Regions from separate parts of the Lactuca sativa genome. Here region 2 is linked to region 1. Evidence: chromatin contacts called from public Hi-C data. All regions are on one chromosome and are shown on one strand. The core of a region is the stretch at or near the end of the contact, and the rest is flanking DNA. Distances in the headings are between cores, read along the strand shown. Region 1 holds the start of LOC111913824 (nuclear transport factor 2). Region 2 holds the start of LOC111913823 (ninja-family protein 6).

The links. Hi-C and Micro-C count contacts between places; a contact is called where the count stands out from the background.
Region 2: a contact with region 1 is called in a Hi-C map of leaf, with 4 times the contacts expected there. The contact joins the promoter of LOC111913823 here to the promoter of LOC111913824 in region 1. A contact is called at or near these places in 2 of 4 Hi-C or Micro-C datasets (both in leaf).

What each region holds. Positions count from the first base shown.
Region 1 is chr3:162,594,234-162,601,543 of Lsat_Salinas_v11, forward strand. LOC111913824 (nuclear transport factor 2) reads left to right here and starts at 4,020. Exons shown (of 8, transcript XM_023909539.3): 1 at 4,020-4,180; 2 at 5,117-5,306; 3 at 6,469-6,778. The coding sequence starts at 5,121.
Region 2 is chr3:162,945,460-162,952,769 of Lsat_Salinas_v11, forward strand. It overlaps LOC111913823 (ninja-family protein 6), which reads left to right and starts at 3,696. Exons shown (of 3, transcript XM_052769436.1): 1 at 3,696-4,590; 2 at 5,580-5,831. The coding sequence starts at 3,969.

The sequences.
Region 1 (7,310 bases), core at 2,770-5,269:
AATATCATTTACAAAAAAAAAAAACTTACAAATAAATTTAATTATCTAATAGAAATACTAAGTGACATGATTAATTCAAGTTTTAAAACCAAAAACCATCGAGCAAGATAATAATGTTGAACCAATAACCATCATGGTCTGCTCTCCCTTCGATGTCTGCAAAATAGAAATGAATGGAAATTGCAACCTGTGACAAAAAGATGAGTGATGACTTTCTTGTGGTCGTCACTTATCGTTGCTATCTCTTTAAACAATCTTGGCTTCATCCCCAATAATAGAAACTCAGATCAATCAAGAAGAAAGATTAGGGACCCTAACATGACACCCAAGTTTGAGAATGAAACAAAGTAGGTTGTTATTCAAGATATACTATTTATGTCCTCCATGAAGCATCTTTCACCACAACATTTGGATGGTGAAGCTTTGAGACTTGAGAGAGTGTCAGCTTCTAACCATAACTTTATTATCTAGAGTAAAAGGAAAATAGAAACAATAATGAAAGAAAAATGGTAAGGTTATAGATGCTTTTGATCAAACTGTACTAAATATCCTAAATAATAATATGGTATACCGACCCAAATGTCCATAATCCATTTTCCATGGTAAACTGTCACAAATATCATGAATGGTCTTGACTAATTAGTTAATTATAGAAAAATAATACAACAAATAGTGAATATACCTATTAATGTCATAAATGGTCCATATGTGGCTTGATGTACTTGAGCTATTGAGGCAATACATGTTAATGTCCAAAACTCATATAACAAATATCTTTAGCATTAATCTAAAATCAACATCCAAATAATCCGTGAAAAAAAATTAAACACACAAAAAAATTGTTAAAAATTAAAAAACAGAGTGTGGTGCAAAAAAATATTAAAAGGATGAAATAAACCAACAAAAAACATATAAAAGAGCAAAGTAGGAGGATGGAGTGGTATAAAAGTCGGACCTGTGTGTTAAACCTTCTAAATACAGTTTAGATATGCAAGGAAAAGATAAGATAGTCTATAAGTCAGATAGTAAAAAAAAAGTAAAAATAACTACTTAAATCACATGAGTTTTAGTGAAAAAGTAAAAATCACACATCTATTTTCCTAACACACCTGTATTTGCTAAGAGATAATGTAATGTTATGCTAAAAACTGCATCTAACAACAAACAAAACAACAATTAAAAAATCCACTTTTGCAGTAAACATTTGAAAATAACTTTGCCCCTTACAAATTTGTTCTAGCTTCCGAAGTTTAGTCTCTATGTTGAATTATATTTTCTCTTACAGTCTTTACTGATGGTTAAAGCAACCCACCACAACTCCATAACCACTCGTGTACCAACCTTCAGAACAAAGAGCATTTCAAAAACTAACATAAAGAATTTAGAAATAAAGTGGTTTTTGTGATTACAGAGAAGAAGACACAATATACCTTAGAAATCTACAAAATAATCAACGTGGTGATGAAAGATTGACGTATTTTCCGGCCACATCTAGCTATCATAAAGAGAAAGATGAATAATTGACACATTTTCTAGCAAAATCTACATATTACCTTTGAGAACATAATTTCTCATGTTGACCTCTTTTAGCGACCCTCGTTTAGTGAAAACCCTAGTACATTAGTGACTTAGTTTGGTAGCAGGAGCCTCCAATTTTCCGAGCAAGTTTCCTCTTTAACAACAAATGAAAGATTTATTGAAATATGTAAGATTAGGCTGCCAAAAATAGAATAGATAAGCAACAACCAGAGGACAATTTTGCAGAGAGAAAAGAGATGGAAAGTTGGCGAAAATCGAAGTACCAATTCTTCAAGCTACACACCTGCATAAACACAAAAATGTCTAAATCAAAAAAGGTAATTGAGAAATCATGGTAGAGAAATAGAAGATAGAAGATTTCGAGAGTGAGAGACAGAATTAGCCGTTGTGTTGGCTATGGTTTGTGTACGGTAGCGACAAGCCTCTATATATTATGGTGGTATTAAAGGGAGTGGGAGAGGATGCTGGTGGTAACCGGTGATGGTGGTGGCGTGCCGGAATTAGATGTAGGTGGTGACTGGGTGAATTGGGTGATGATGCTATATAAAGTGTATGTTTAACCGATTTCTTTGGCGTACCAGGTCAAAAGTCGTGATATTTTCCCAAAAGAAATTATTGTTGGGTAAACGAATCCATTCTTATCTTGAATAATTCAACTGTTGACCGTATAGGAAATTATCTATTCTATAATGCATAAAGTTATTATATATATATATATATTATATAATGCATTAGATATTGTACATTGTGTTTAAACACTTGAACGTCTTAAATCTATTTTTAGAAATAGTAAGATTTGTATAATAATATAGTAAGATATATATATATATATATATATATATATATATATATATATATATATATATATATATATAATATTAGTATAACGATCATTTATTGAATTTGAATTATGTCCACTAAGATGAATTGATCTATATTAGACCATCAGAAATAGAGTCCATATACCAAATTATGTTCCCAAGTCCAAGAGTTCATCGATCGTCACTTTTTTCAATGATATGTATACCAAATCGTCACTTTTAGTTTTGATGCTTGTTAAATTTTATGATTGATGTAAACAAAATCTAATTATGACATATGGTTTTGATCACTTATTAAACTTGGTTTTTGTTTTGTAAGTTGAGTTTATTATGTTGATAGATTGGGGATGGGTTGGGGATGGGCTGGGAAAAGCCCAAAATACAAAAGAGAAGAGATTTGATTCCCCGCATCCATCGGGGATGGGGATAGGGATAGGGATGGAGATGAGGATGAGGACGAGGTTAGAAACTCGGAGATGGGACCTGGATGGTCAACCCCGCCCCAAACCCGCCCCATTTCCATCCCTTGATGTTAATTAAATGATTGACTGAGAATGATTCCCTCATTCTTAACTTTTTTTCCTCAATTAAACCCTCTACTACGTATTAGATGGAAGGATATAGAAACTCAAAGTCATTTTATTTTTTAATTATTGGGTTATCATTGTTTTTTGGAAAGTAACTATTTTGTCGTCCTTTAAGTTGCCAACAAACATATTTTAAAATGATAACCGACTCATGTAATCTGTACGTTTATCTGGTATATTAGGATAAATATGTCAACCTTTTTACAATTTTATACTTTTGACCCACATTTTACATTTTAAAATTTGTTATGAAATTAGCCGAACATTAAATTTTATTACAATTTCGTCTAAAATTAGTTTAATTTACAAATTAATTTTTCTAAAAATTTTTAAAGACTTTTTTAGATATTTTTTCAATATTTATTTCTTTTTAATTTATAGTTTTGTTTTTTATTTAAAAAAAAATCCTTTACAACATTTTTATAAGTTTTTATAGAAAAAATTATTACTTGTTATAATCATTTACAAAAAAGTTATAAAGTTGTTTTATATTTTTGAGTACAATGTTTTAAACTTGGGTTATAATATTTAAAATTGTTTTTATATTTTGACATAATTTTTATACAACTGTTTTTAAATCAAATATTTGTAGATATTTTTTTTTCTTTTAAAAGTTCTTATTTATTTTACATTCACATATATTTTTTTTTCTAACTATGATAAAATCCTTTCAAAATATTTTTTTACAATATGTTTAAAATGTTTCATAATTTTTTTCTGTATTTTTCATAACATTTAAAAGTACTTTCATTAAATTAAAGATAAGTTATAAGAAGTGTAAAAAAAGTTAAAAAAAAAGAAAATATAAAACAAGTTTATAACATTTTATTAAAAAAGCTATATTGTTTTAGAAATTATCATTAAAAGGAAAATGATTATAATTCTAACCCACTTTTAAGATGTATTAAAAAATATAAAACAACTCTATAAAGTTACTAAAATATATTGTTTATTAATTATCACCAACAATTTCTAACAAAATAATCCAATGAGGGACTAAAAAGCAACCTTTTCAAACTTGTAGTACTTCTTTGTAATATTAGGTCATCAAAAAAACCAAACCTAAAATACTCGCCCCAAAAGCCCAGCTGCAACAAACTCCATCACTCCGCAGGTAGCTTTTGCACTCACTTTTTTTCGAACTACTCGTCTCAATCGCTCCATTTTCGTCCACATCATATCAGCAACATCTCTTCATCTTGATCTTCACCTTCGGATTCAATAACAAGCAAGGTAATTTCAATCTGTCAATTCGCCATTCGTTTTTTCGATCATTTAAACTACAACTATTACTATTTAGGGTTTTTCTTTCACCCGACGAGTTATTAATTGCATATTATTCCTGGTAGTTTCTCGTTCCTGTAAGATTCTCAGTGTGGTTGTTAATATATTCGCATTATCAGCATTGCGCTGTTACTGTTCTTAATTCCGCAGTTTGCATTTACATTTTTCTTCAGATTGTAATGAAATTCCTGTATACAGTAATAGTTGTTGGATCTAGTGTGATATCGGCTGTATTTTCATAAGTTGATTGATCGGGGTAACTACCTGTCTATGCCTCTTCTTTTATGCATTAGTTCTATTCAAAATGCTGAATTAATCTAACGAGTAATTCAAACAAAGACTAGAAAACAAGGAGTAGAATAAGGAGAAGCTATGTGAAACACAAATAAATCGCTAAAAGTCTAAAACTTTCATAGATAGCCATTGATAATTGATTGAATCATAAGCAACAATTTTTTCGTATCCAATACAGATGCCAAAATATAACATGAACCAAATGCCCCAATCTAGATGTATACCTGTTACTTAGTTGGATCTAAACCTTATTTTACCCAAACATTCAAGAAACATTCCCTTGTTTTCATCAAGAAACCAACCAGTTTTAAAAAAGTCCCAATTTTTCACTTAATCTAGAACCCAATCTGACTCACACTCAACTTACAATGATATGTGGAAGACTTATCTTGCTTTATTTATTAATCACATAATCTATTTGCTACATTATTTATTTACTCATTAACTAACCTATGAGATTCATAGTACTACATTTCTCAACTTACCTAATAACAATCAAGATCTCAGTTATTACACAATACAAGGATTCATTTTCTTTTTGTCCATTTTATAAAAAATTTACTAATAGAATTTTTTTTTCATGGTAATTAGAATAATGTCAACACAAAGTGAAGCTCCTTCAACAACTCCAAGTGTACAAGTGGTTGGGAATGCCTTTGTTGAGCAGTATTACCATATACTCCACCACTCTCCAGACATGGTTCATAAATTTTATCAGGAGTCGAGTTTTATAAGCCGCCCTGATGAAGATGGTGTAATGATAACTGTGACTACCATGAAAGTAAGTTTTTTTATTTAAAAAAACATTTTACTTTCCTTTTTGGATGAAAGTTATAAGTTTTATGGGATAATGTCAGTAAATAGTAACCAAGTTTTAAATTTGTTCCACCTAAGTACCTTAGATTTTTGGTGATGACGTGGCGATGACTTGTTGCTGATGTGGAAATGGAACTATGACTTGGCAGACTTGGTTACTTTTGAATGAAATTGTTTCAATATGTTTGCCATGTCATAGGTCCACATCATTATCATTAAAAGTCAAAGTTTATAAAAATTGAAACAAAAAAGATACAAAATTTCACAAGAATGAAAATAAAAACTGAGTTTTTTGGTAAAAATATGACAACCATATAGAATTGCATAATCAAATACCTAAACTACCCTTACCTTGATTTTTATAGTTTTCCAAAGTTTTCTAAATTTCTAAAATGGAAAATGAAAACTCCTCCAGTTTCAACCAAACACTTTTTTTTTTTTTTTTTTTTATTTATTTATTTTTTTTTTAATTTTCATTGAAAACTAAAAATAAAAACTCAACTCTATTTTCCAAAAACGTTTTTTTAGAAAAATGAAAACAATTTTCCACAACCAAACACACCTTATACTTTCGATTTTGTTTGTGAAAAATTGTATGTGATGATGTGGCGATGACTTGTTGTGTTGCTGATGTGGAAATGGAACTATGACTTTGCATGCTTGGTTACTATTGAATGAAATTGTTTCAATACGTTTGCCACATCATCGGCCCACATCATCATCACTAAAAGTCAAAAATTACAAAAGTTTATAAACGTTGAAACAAAAGAGATACAAAATTTCACAAGAATGTAAAAAAAAAATACTCAGTAAAGTGAAATTTTACATTCTTGTTAAATTTTGTATCCTAAATTACCCTTACCCGTGATATAAAATTGCATAATCAAATACCTAAATTACCCTTACAAGTTACCCCTGATATAAAAAAACTCAAAGTTGAGTGATTTAGGATACAAAATTTCACAAGAATGTAAAATTTCCCTCAAATTTTGTATCCTAAATTACCCTTGTCAGGACTCGAGACCAAAATCAATGTTACATGTTTTAGATTTTAGAATTGCATATTATTATGAAATACCTAAACTACCCTTACCCCTGATATAAAATTTGTTTATAATAATGATCAGGGAATAAATGAGAAAATATGTTCATTGGATTACACTGCTTACAAGGCAGAAATAAAGACTGCTGACACTCAAGAATCTTATAAAGATGGAGTGATTGTTTTAGTAACTGGATGCTTAATAAAAAAGGAGGATAATCAAAGAAAGAAATTCATACAAAGTTTCTTTCTTGCCCCTCAAGACAAGGGCTATTTCGTCTTTAATGATGTTTTCAGATATGTTGATGAAATCAAATCATTGGATGATAATAATAATAATCATTTGGTGCTGGTTGAAGGAATAGATGATAACCAAACATTACCCTTGATCCAAGGTGCATCTTTTTTTTTTTCTTATATATTTTATTTTCCATTCATTTATTTAATAGACAAAGTTGCAAAAATGGTCCCTGTGGTTGTCAAAATTATGTGGTTTTGGTCAAAAAATGTTTAACTTTAACGGCTTGGCTGTTAACTTTTTTAAAATGACAATTTTACCCTCAGGGATCATTTCTGCCACCAAACTACAAGGACCATTTCTGCATCTCTTCTTTTTAATTTTATTTATAAAGAAAAGATGCAGAAATGGTCCCTGGGGGTAAAATTGTCATTTTAAAAAAGTTAACAGCCAAGCTGTTAAAGTTAACAATTTTGGACCAAAAACGCACAAGGTATCCAAAATTGGACCTCTTTTGCACCACAAAACATTTTTGGACCAAAACTACATAATTTTGATAACAGTAGGGACCATTTTTGCAATTTTGTCTAATCAATATTTAGATTTAAGGTAATAAAGATTTGTCAACTCATCATGCTAATATTTTCGTGTGGTTTTAGTCCCTGGCTGACATTAGATGACTGTTTTAC
Region 2 (7,310 bases), core at 2,446-4,945, 350 kb after region 1:
TCACATGTGATTAAGTACATGAGTACAACTATTGAATTGAGAAAAAATAATAATAATTCTTGTCCACATAAATCATATGTGATTAAGTACATATAATCACATGTGATTATATTTATTTAATCACATATGATTTATGTGAAAATATTCATTTTTGTATTTTTAATTTAATAGTTTGTCTCGTGTATTTAAGCACATATGATTTATGTGAAAAAGATTTGTTGTCATGTTCTTGATTCAATAAATCATATGTGATGAAATATATATAATCACATGTAATTATATACACGAGAACAACTATTGAATCAAGAACGTTAAAACAAATTTATGTCCACATTAATCATATGTGATTAAATACTTATAATCACATGTGATTAAATATATGAGAAAAATTATTGAAATGAAAACTAAAAAAATGAATATTATTCATATAAACCATATGTGATTGGATACATATAATCACATGTTATGATATGTATCTAATCAAATGTGATTAAAGTTGACAAAAAATAATTATTGAATCAAGAACGCATAATGACATATGTGATTAAATATATCTAATCACATTTGATTAAATATATCTAATCACATGTGGTTATATGTATCTAATCACATGATTTATATGGACAAAAAAGAATATTGTTCATATAAATCTTATGTGATTAAATACAAATAACCACATGTTATTATATACACATAATCACATGTGGTGGTGATGGGTGGTGGTGATGTGTAGTGATGTTTGGTGGTAGTAGGTGGTGATGGTGGTGAAGGGTGGTGGGGGTGACATGTGGGATGGTGATTATAGTGGGTGGCAGGTGGCGGTGGCTAGGAATGGCAATGGGGCGGGTTCGGGGGGGGGGGGGGGGGCATGGATTCCCAAACCCGCCCCGATAACTTTCGGGTATCTTATCGGGGCGCCCCATTGGGTTTCGGGTTTCCCCGTCGGGTTTTGGGTATCTTATCGGGTTTACAACAATTGATAACGAAATCTTTATTCTCTTTTAGGGTACCCCAATGTCTTATAAAATATACATGTTCTAGCAACTCTTTTAAATTAAAAACATGATGCATCACTTTAGTAAAATAAACTGGACGTTATATTAAAAATTATTTGATTTAAGTTTTGTTTAATACGTCAAAACACATAAAAATGATCATTAACACCAGATTGTTAATAACTAAATAAATTGTCCACAATAAGTATTTTATATTTGAACGCATACAATTAACAGCAAAAATTTTTGAACATTATATATATATATATATATATACATATAATCGAGGCGGGTCGGGGCGAGGATAACCCACTCCCTGCCCCGAACCCGATAAAAAACCCAATAACGACCCGTTACCCGACCCGAAATGATCGGGTTTCGGGTTTCCCCATCGGGTTCGAGGTTTTTTGCCATCCCTAGCGGTGGCGAACGGTGGTGGAGACGAGTGAAGGTGATAAGTGTTGGTGGTGGGTGGGTAGGTGGTGAGGGTGATGATGGTGTATGGTGTTTTGGTGGGTGATGGGTGGTGGCGGGTGGTGAAGGTGGGTGGTGGTTGGTGGTTTTGGTGGGTGGTGGATGGAAGTGATGGTGGTGGTGATAGGTAGTGGTCATCGATGGTAATATATGGTGGCTGTGGGGGTGAGTGGTGGTGATGAGTGGTGGAGGCGGATGGTGGTGATGTGTAGTGGTGGTGGTGGTTGATGTGGGTGATGGTAATGGGTGGTGATGATGGGTGAAGGAGGTGGACGGGTGGTGGGTATGGGTGATAGGAGCAGGTGGTGGTGATGGGTGTTGGTGGTCGGTGCTGATGGATGGTGGTAGTGGGTGGTGGTGATGGGTGGTGGAGGTGGGAGGGTGGTGGTTTTGGTGGGGGCCGGTGGTGGTGATGGGTGGTGGTGGTCGATGGTGATGGGTGGTGGTGGTGGGTGGTCCGTGGTGGTGATGGGTGGTGGGTGGTAGTTGGTGGTAATGGCGGGAAGTGGTCATAATGATGGGTAGTGGCTAGGTGGTAGTGATTGGTGGTAGAGGTGGGTGGTGGTGATGATGGCGATTTGTGGTGGTGGTGGGTGGTGGTGATGGGTGGTAGGTGGTGGTTGAGGTATGTGGTGGTCATAGTGGTGAGTAAGTTGTAGTGATGAGTAGTGGTGGTGGATAGTGGTGGTGGATGGGCGGTAGTTATGGTGGGTGGTGGTGGATGATGGTTATGGTTGGCGATGGTGGATGATGGTGATGATGTTGGGTGGTGGGTGGGGGTAGTGGTGATGGGTGGTAGGTGATGGTTGAGGTATGTGGTGGTCATAGTGGTGAGTAAGTTGTAGTGATGGGTGGTGGTGGTGGATAGGCGGTAGTTATGGTGGGTGGTGGTGCTGGGTGGTGGTGGTGGTGGTGGATGATGGTTATGGTTGGCGATGGTGGATGATGGTGATAATGTTGGGTGGCGTGTGCTGGTGATAGGTGATGGTGGATGATGGTCGTGGTTTGTGATGGCGCATGGTGGTGATGATGTTAGGTGGTGTGTGGGGGTGGTGGTGATGGGTTGTGGAGGTGGGAGGCGGTGACGGGTGGTGGTGGTGGTGATGGATTATATTGTTTGAGTGGTGAGCGATGTTGGTTAGTGAGTTTTTTTTTTTTTTTTTTTCACTTATTTCTTGGTTTATATTAATATTATATGATGATTTTAGTTTAAAAAAATTATGTGGTCAAAATTTACTCTCAAATGTTCTAAGAAATGTTTTCGATTGAACGTTACTATATATATATATATATATATATATATATATATATATATATATATATATATATATATATATATATATATATATATATATATATATTTGACTAACCGTTCAAACGAAAAAAAAAAAAACGTTGCTGCTACCTGTTCTTGTCGGAACGTGTCTCATTATAACGCTTAGTGGGGGTGGTGTTTATCCGTGGTAAAAACGTTACGTCATGTTATATCATGTCGAGCTCGGCAATAACGGCCCTTACCGAATAGTCTAAATATTTAAAAGATGAGAAATTAAATAGTCTTCTATTTTTTGTTTCTAATATCCTCCTACCTAATTTAGATGGTGACAAGTGTCATTAAATTTAATTTAAATTTGATTGAGATTTTAAATTTGTATAATTATAATCATCTTAAATAGATTGAAAGAAAAATAGAAAAAAAAATATAAGATGATATTTTAGATTTTGAATTTAAAAGATTTAAAAGATTTTGGATCAAGGCAAACCGGCTTTTGCTTTTATTAAATCCGATAATTCATTAAATATTTTAAAGATTTTATTCGTCAGAACAAAAATCCATGAAGGCTGTCATCTACGTGTCCAGTCAGTGGTCCTCCACGTCAGCACCAGCCAAAAACAACAGGATCATGTTGATCATACGTAAAACTTAAAGATCGGGCTCCACCTAAATTACTGCAAATGGAAGTTACTGTTACACAGACCTTATACACACGTGCCTATAAGTCCATATCCTGCCACTGACACGTGTCAGTCATTAAGTACCCTTTGTAGCTCAAAAAACAAAAACGCTTGTTTCGTCGTTTGTTTTTGTTTCTAAAAGGGCCTACGTGGCAGACTATTATCTCTTCTATTCCTCCACGTGTCACCTCAACTTTTATCTTTAACAATCTTTCAAGGGTGGTTTCGTAATTTCACCTACCTCTTCACATTAAAAATCTCCCCACTTTCTTCTCCCCTTCTGCACCTATACTTTATCTCTCCGTAAAACAATCTCTCTCTCTCACAGCCGGCGGAGCAAAATCCGGCAAGATTTTCCCCGGAAAATCTTCTTGATCTTTCTTGATATTCTGTGGATTTATAGAGGTATCTTTTGTTTTTCACCAAATCGATTCAAAATAAATGTTTTTTTTTTTAATTTTAAAATAAAATCGCCATTGATGCTTGAAAAATTACGCCGGGGACTTCATAAAGAGAAGCAAATTAATATTCTATAACGGCCGGATGGATTTCTTGAAAACAATTGCATGCGGCGGTGGTGGCGGTGGCGGTGGTGGTGGTGGCGGAGGTGGGGACACCCATTCTTTGAAAGAGGAGACGTTCGGTGAAGAAAACGTAGAGCTGAGTTTAGGTTTGTCGTTGAACGGAAGATTTGGGGTGGAAAGACGGAGAGTGGTGGCTAATGATTATCATGACAACAATAACAGATTAATCCGTGCTTCCTCCGTAGCAGATTTCTCGAGTTTTCCGTCGGCAATGGAAGATCCGACGGCATTGACGGTGTATCCGCCGTTAACAAGGACGTGCTCGCTGCCGATCGAGATGGGGGATGAGTGGAAGAAGAGGCAGGAACTGCAGTCGTTACGGCGGTCGGAGGCGAAGAGGAAGCGTGTTGAAAAGCTTAAAAATGGGAAAGTTGAGAAAGGGTTGTTGACGTCGGAGGAGAATTACGATGCAAAAAGAAGAAATGTAATGAAGGGAAACGATCAGTCATGGCAACCACCACCGTCGTCACTGTTACCTCCACTGCCACGGCCGTCGCCGTTTCCGTCGCAGGTGTCCGTGGGCTCTCCTGCTAGCGGCGGATCTTCTGGTGTTTCTGATTTGGAAAGTCAACCTTTTTCAGGTATATTACTTTTATTTGTTTCGATCCATGAGATTTATTTTGATTATATCATTATATGGTAATTACCACAATTAATGTTAATTAATATAGGAAAATAAATAAAGGGTAGGATTAAATACAATAAAATAGCAAAAGTTGTTTTTAGATATTAGTTTTTATTCTCATTGCAAGATTATATTCAATTATCTCGATTTTATTAAGATATAGAGTATATTTTTGTGGTCATAATTAAGTAGATTTTGATAGTACAAGAGCCATCTATTATTGGTGTTTTGTTTTGAATAAAAAAGGATCAAATAAGCTATTAGGGGTGTCTTTATTTTCAATAACTTGTTAAAAATGGTCCTGCAGTTACAAAATTTCTATATGAGCTTTTTCATTGTTTTATTAGTTATTATTTATTTATTTATTTATTTATTTTTACAACTAATACAGTAACTACAACTGATACTTTGTTAGTGGAACCTACAAATGAAAAAACTCTACTATAACAAATGGGTATTAAGGTTTGTACTTTGTAGGTTGTTAAGTTGGCAATCATGACCATGTTGCATATGAAGGTTAGTGGAGTGTATATATATATATATATATATATATATATATATATATATATATATATATATATATATATATATATATATATATATATATATATATATATATATATATTATGGATGGTCTAATCCTTAAATTATTAAGCATAAATAAATGAAAGTACGATTTTGTAATAAGTGAATAAATAAACAAAGTGATTTCTGGCATTTAGCCTTTAAAAACTAATGGATGATTATTTTGTAACAAATTGAATTGGTTATACTTAACTTTTGTATATTTTAGGAAATAAAATGTTGATTTGCAACGATATTATGTGCCTCGATTATTGGGAGCTCATCTTTAATGTGTTTCTATCTTATTTCATATGTTTTAGAAATTAAAAATCAATCCATATGATCTTTGTATAACTCTCTACAATATTGATTAAATGATAGGAATAAATAAAGATGGTGAGTTGAAGAGCACGGCTAGTCAACATTCCATTTTGCATAAGATCCCAAGTTCGACCCCTTATAGATCGAACTCTATTGTTTCAAACAAGTCCACAAATGAAACCCTAAAGATGATGTTTGCGGATATGCCTTGCGTTTCCACAAAAGGAGAGGGTGTTAATAGCAAGAAGATCGAAGGGTTTTTGTACAGATATAAAAAAGGACAACAAGTCAGAATCGTTTGTGTTTGTCATGGTAATTTTCTAACTCCAGCAGAGTTTGTGAAACATGGTGGTGGTGGTGACGTGGAACATCCTCTTAGACACATTGTCGTTAACCCACCTTCTTTATAATATATGAACAATGGAAAAACCGTTGGAAACCTTGATGTCAGATTTTAGACAATCCTTTTATGGGCCAAGTTAAATGCTAAATAAAGTTTTGTTGTCTTCATATAGACATAGTAGAGAACAAATGTACATTTGTTGTCGTCTTTTTAATATGTTAGCTAGTGAAACTTTGGAGGTTTATATGTTAATGTTTCCTTGTTTGGGAGGTCAATGTAGTTCTAAGTTAAGGTCGTAAGTTATAAGCTAAGTCATAAAGCATTGGAGAATCTCCGTACTTATATCAAGCACATGTCACAAAAACATCCACAAGAAGATATTTTTGAAATTCGACTTCAAAACTTCTATTGGTATTGACACCAATTTTGTCAAACTCGTAGCTTATATTGCATAGCTTGAGAAATTAAAAGGTCGGGTATAGGAGTTCTTCAATGTTATCTTATATTTTTTTTCTTGATAATTTATTAAGTAAAAGCTATAACTTTCTTTAATGTGATCAACACAGATATAAAACATATAAAACATTACTAAGTAAAAACTGTAACTTTCTTTAACGTGATCAAAACAGATATAAAACATTACTAAGAATATAATAAGTTTATAGAAATATGATAAAAGTTAATTTTATAAAGGAAAAACTTCATAAATGGTATCTGTGGTATTCCGAAAACTGAAGTTTAGTCCCTAAGTTCAAAAAATCTCACAGATGGTCCATATGTTTTTAAAACTTTTAACAAAGGTCGTTATTGCTAACTCCGTTACATTTTATCCGTTAAGTGAAGGGTATTTCCATCATTTTACTACCATAATGACTATTTATGAAGCTTTTTGTTATTTAATATATATATATATATATATATATATATATATATATATATTATTAATATGTAAAGGGTCTCTCTTTTTCTCTCTCTCAAATTATTCAAGTAATAGAAGTTACAAAAGACAACATCATTTACGTATTTGTTTAGTGGCTCTCGAGCTCTTTTTCAATGAAAGCAAATGCCTTTACATTTGGGAATGTTGGCAAGACATCCTGCTCAATCATGCAAATATGGTGTCAATGTCAACTCTTAAGAAGTCTTCGGTGTCAATATTGACGGCGTTCTTTCCTCTGCTATTGGAAACCTCCACAAAAATCTGAAATCCAAAATCACTACAAAATCTGAAATCACTTATATCTCCCAGTCTCTCTTTCCCCTCTCGATATCGCACTATCACAATTTTGATTTCCAAATCGAACCTCTTTCAAAACCTGTAATATAGTTTGATGATGGAGTAAACACATAGAGAAGATGAAGGTGCATCAACCACCAGTAAAACCTAAATCTATTCGATTTCCCGTCGATGTACAATCCCCACACCGCATGTCGATTTCTTAGAATCG